Regions from separate parts of the Gossypium hirsutum genome. Here region 1 is linked to region 2. A link is a contact called in public Hi-C data. All regions are on one chromosome and are shown on one strand. The core of a region is the stretch at or near the end of the contact, and the rest is flanking DNA. Distances in the headings are between cores, read along the strand shown.

Evidence for each region. Hi-C and Micro-C count contacts between places; a contact is called where the count stands out from the background.
Region 1: a Hi-C map of leaf shows a contact between it and region 2, with 1.9 times the contacts expected there. The contact joins the promoter of LOC107898968 here to the promoter of LOC107898982 in region 2. A contact is called at or near these places in 2 of 34 Hi-C or Micro-C datasets (callus and leaf).

Annotation. Positions count from the first base shown.
Region 1 is chrA04:81,685,853-81,688,552 of Gossypium_hirsutum_v2.1, reverse strand. LOC107898968 (O-acyltransferase WSD1) reads right to left here and starts at 1,421. Exons shown (of 5, transcript XM_041111511.1): 1 at 1,079-1,421; 2 at 409-993. The coding sequence starts at 1,309.
Region 2 is chrA04:81,129,482-81,132,316 of Gossypium_hirsutum_v2.1, reverse strand. LOC107898982 (E3 ubiquitin-protein ligase At3g02290) reads left to right here and starts at 1,437. Exons shown (of 6, transcript XM_041111491.1): 1 at 1,437-1,823; 2 at 2,383-2,465; 3 at 2,681-2,806. The coding sequence starts at 2,687.

The DNA.
Region 1 (2,700 bases), core at 172-2,671, 560 kb before region 2:
TAATGAGAAAGATATACAGAGGTGTAACATCAACAAACTTGTCTACCAGCATATTGTTTTCTCAATGAAGGAAAATAGGCGCAGAATTGCAGATTCTTAAATGCAACTTATCTAATAAGGCTAAATGTTTAGATCTTTTATATCCTCTACCATTTCACTAAAAAGATTAAAGTATTTATATTTAATTATTTATGTGAAAAATTATTAAAATTATATATAAACTTTACCTGATTTGAATTTTTGAATTAAAATTTTGTTATCTAATTCATTAACAATATATTACTATTATTTATTAAAATATAAGTCTTTTCAATTAAATGCATAATTGTAAGGCAGATTGAATGAAAACAACTAATGGGTTATTTAATGTGCAAGTGACATAAATTTTAGTACCAAAAAATAGCATACCACTCCAAGCTTGGTCTTGATTTGTTTGATGTGATCAAGTGAAAATGTCATTGTTGAAACTACAATTGGCTTGAACTCTACTCCAGGACCCCCGGATCTTATCAAACTAATATCATCTTCAACATAGCTGCTTTTCAACAGGCTCCACCCAAAATCTGATACGGTGTTGAAAGCTGACCATAAGACATTAGGAATGTTCTTGAAGATGCAGTTGGTCTTGAGAGAAAGACTTGTGGTTGTGGGGGCTGAAGTAAGTGAAGGGAATGTCAATGGAACCGAAGGGTTGTCCGCTCTTTGTAGACAAGAAAGAAGAGCACCCATGAGAGAAAAGCCGTCACCCAGTGAGTGATGGAGCTTGAATATTAGATTACCAGCTGCATTGCTAGTTGGGTACTTGATGATATGAATGTTCCATAGTGGCCTGTTATGTGGGAGTTGTTCCATTGCTATTTTGGACAGATAGTTGCTTAGATGGTTGTCATAAGATGCTGGTGATAACCCTGGTGGAAAATTAGGGATGTTTACATGATCTTCTAGCTTTACTTCTACCTTTTTCCACTGCTTTACTCCATTTTCATCTTTAACCTGTCTCTCAGCATCACTTTAATAGTTAGCACCATTGAAAGATGATTGAGAAAGAGAAAATAAAGTGTAAGACATATATATATACCATGAGGGAACAGAAGCGAGGATTAATGGGAAGGAAGACATCTTTAAGCAAAGCCAAGGCTGGGGAATCATCGATAGGGATATCGGAGTCCAAAACAGCAAGAACACAAATGGACAGCACTGAGCTGTTGAAATACTGACCAGTGGGACTAACTGGCTCTGAAGACTCACCTTCATCTACATTCAACTCTTTCACCATGTTTCTATATTGAGCTTCACTTCCAATGTTCATTATGATTCTCGATTCTAATATCTAACTTGAGTTGATGAGGGTCTCAGGGTTTGGGTTGCCCTATTTATGTAGTACATTTATTGTAGATCCCAATTATCATGAGACTGAAGCATGTGAGATAGGTATAAAATGTTGGGTTGTTCAATAATTTCCTTCTCAGCTTTTATTATTACTTGTGGTAGGTGTTCATCATCAATTGTCAATTCTCTGTCTTCATCCATATAGGGGGCCTAAATTTATTGATGCAACAACATTGACATAAAGAGGCTAATCAGCTCGTCTACCGAACTTAGAAATATTATTATTTGTTAATGTGGTATTGGGTCAATTCTTAAATGATTTTTATGGGTTTTTAGCATTTAAGTTTAAGATTTATTGTGCATAATTATATGGTGTCAAAATTTTAACATGTATTTAGATTTTAGTTTAGTTTGTTGACTTTAGTCTGAATTGTATCAATTCTTAATTTATTTATATTATAATGATTTGATTTGATTTTATAATTACTTTGATAATTCATTTGTAATAGTTTGATACTTATAGTTTCCTTTTAAATATCTATTTTTATTTTTATTTTAAATTTTTTTTATTTTTAGAATTTTCACAATTAAACAACAAAAATAAAAACCCAATAATAATTGAATTACCATTAAAATTTTAATCAGCACGTTTTTGTTCATAGTAACTATTAGAATATTATTACCAAAGGTGAAATAACGGGGGTCATTCTGACCAAGAAGTATGGGTCATTAATTGGGCGGCTAGCCCTGGGATTAGGACGCGTGTTCCTTTTTGTTTTTACACCTTTCGGGTTTGTTTTACTATTTCTGCCGTTGATTATCCTCTATATTACTTAAAACTTGTGTTGTCTTTTAATACTTAACACAATGATGGTCTCTTCAATTATTTTTTTGATTAAAATATATTATAAATTATTTTATTATTTATAAATTTAGATTTTTTTAATTTTTAATTTTAAAAATTTAGGTTTAATTACTAATATTATAAAATTAAAATTTATTAATATTGCATTTTGAAATAAAAAACATATTTTATAATAATGTAACTAAAAATAATATTATGATAAATAAAAATATAACAAAATAATTTTAATTATTGAATTTATTTTTATTGCTCCTGCGATCGGTTTCCCTTAAAAGTAAAGAGAAGTAATGAAGGTAGGAGAGACTATATTTCCGTACCGCATTTTGTGGTGGAGAAGGTTACTGGGCTGTGAACTTGCAAACATCATAAAAGGCTAAAGAAAGAAATAATACTAATAATAATAAAACCCTTCAGCTCTTTAATGTGAATTTGTAAAAATGGTAGTTGAATATAGGTGGTGTTCATCAATTCCGTCCAGGTGTATTTATTGTCGAGAGAAATTGGAT
Region 2 (2,835 bases), core at 188-2,687:
ATTTTAAAACTTATTTAAAATTTTAAACTTTTTTTATATATTTTTTAAAATTTTTATATATTTTTTAAAAATATAAATTTTGAAATTTTTATAAATATTTTAAAGTTTTTGTTAAGAGAGTGACCAATTTACTTATTTTCAAAGTTGACAATATCTAAAAAGGTATTTACACCAATCTGTTATTCGAATTATTTTTATTTAAATTGTGAAATTTAACTCAATTCGAACTCGAAACCTGAATCGAGTTATTCAAGTTGACTCGAATAATTCAAATAATTCAATTCAATCAACTTGAAATTTAAAATTTTTTTCGATTTTTTTAAATCAAATTAAATTTTACTCACCCCTAATAGACAAAAAAAAATTAAAGATACTAGACAATACTCTACTACCTCTACAATATTTATAACAATAAATGGTGAGAATTGAATAAAATAACCAAAATAATAAAAAAGTACAAATCACACAAGATTAATTACACAGCTTAGTTCAACAATCTACCTCTATGGTGAGAATAAATCCATTATATAAACTCATTCCAAGGATAATTGCAGCCTCAAAATTACACACACCTTTTTACATCGTTAAAATCGACTCGTAAAAAATAAAAAATAACTGCTCTCCCATGGAAGTTGGAACTACCCTCCCAAATAGTCAAAGTTTTAATCCAATCAAACCCTCCAATATAATCTTCAACTTAAGTACTCTTCAAAATAATCCCTCAAATTTTACAGTTCAACTTCTAAAGTAAATACTATTTTTTATAATCTAATAAAATTTTTTAAGAGATAAATTAATTTTAATTGGCTACCAAATATTTGAGGTGAATTTCGAAACTTGATTAAGTAAAAAATTACTAACAACACGATACATTGTTAAAATAATTGATGAATCGAGATTCTAAGAATCTTATTTGTTTTCCTGGCAAGATCAAGTAAGTTATTGATCACTACATCCAACTCCGATGTGGAAGCGACAATTACACAAAATATGAATTAACATCAACTAGTTAGTGGTATTGTAGGTCATAATGCAAAATTATACAAATTTTGGAAGACATTCGACTGAAATTTTTATTTCTCAAAACTTTAAAATATTTTATTTTAAAGGTAAGTTTGGATGAGCAGTGCGTTTATCTGCAGTTAGAATAAAAATAGCGGTGACGATAAGATTAGATACTGTAACGATATTGTAGCATGAGACAAAAAGTAAACTAAACACACTGCATCGCACCGCACCGCACCACCATCCCAAATCCACCCTAAGTCTTTAACGCACAATTAATACATTGAAGACTTGTGCTGAATTAACCCATTTTATTATGTTAATTTATATTATAGTTAATACAACAATGAGTTAAAGCATAAATTTCAATCAACATGAAGCTGTCGGCAATTAACAAATTCAAGATGGAAAGCAAAACAATGAGTCAGTTGGACAGATTTAACATTATTATCTTAATGATAAGCTGGTCCACTCCATTCTCTACCCCTTTACCAAATCCGTTTCTTTCTAGTTACCTACTGCAATCAAAGCACCTCTTTTCCGTCCACGCGGTTTTTGCCTATTTTTTCCCCCTAAATTATCAGGAAAAAAGATTAAAAATTTAATCTTTGTCTTCCGCCCAGGCCGCTCCTTAGATTGTCTTACTCTTGGGATCTATTTTCGTCTGCTTCAATATAGAAGTAGGAACGTCCCCCCTTATCTATCTCTCCCTTTTTCTCTTTCTTTGTTTCTTTTACAGGAACCCTAACTTTCCTGATTCTTTTTTTTTCTAAGAAAACTTACGGTCGTGAAAATGGTGGTCTTATAGTCGATGATGGGTAACTATTGTTTCATTACTTTAATTTTTGTTTGGTGTTTTTTTTTTGTTAATGCGATGAGAAACAGATTGATGTTCTTTTCTTTTTTTTTTGTTAAAGTTTCTGTCTTTGCGCTGAAATAGCTTCTAAAATAAGATAGCTGATTGCCTGTTTCTCTTGTTTATAAGTATGGTTATCGACTCTGAACTTAACAAATTTCTTGAAAGTGCTTTTTTAGTGTAGGAGATTGTAATTTCGTTGTGGGATTTTATGTCTGTAATGAAGAACGGTCAGTGCTGATTATTTGAGTTGTTTTATTTATCACCATTCTGAAGGACAATGAATGTTCAATGTGTTTGTTTTAACTTGTGAATTTATTTGCAATATTGTAAGTTAACTCATTGTTGGAAAGGAACTTTATGGTTATGGTAAAACAAAATGGAGTGGTTTTAGGATTCTGTTTATCATGAAAAACCCAAATTGTATATCATTCATCAAGCTCCTAATGAAGAAGGTGACTTGTTGTTCTCTTGCTGTTTAGCATTATCCTAAATTTTTTTTCTTGTTGTCTATATATCAGATTACTTTTGTCCAAAGAGTTGAAATTGAGACAGTCATAAAACTGATGAACTGAGCTTCTTTTGTGACGAAAGGTTTAGTGAGGTTCTTATTTCTCCCTTGAGCAGGCTGAATCTGTTGTTCATTTCAAAAAGTTGTTTTCCTGACTCATGTTATAATATTTTTTTTCCCTTTTTTCCCCCTAATCCCATAGGAATTGTCTTGTATTTGGAAGGAAGGTGAACAATTCTTTTATGACCTTTTCTGCAAGCTCTGAAAGCTTTTTCAGAATTGTGTAATCGGAAATATATACATTCTAGGCAGAAATGGGTGCTTTTTGCTGCTGTTCATGTGGTGATGACTGTGAAGAATATGCTTATCCTAGCAATTCAATATATAGGCACTGCATCTGCCTAAGGTTCTTCTTCTATCAGCTATTCACTGGGGTATGTCTCTTCTTATCTTGTGGTTATCT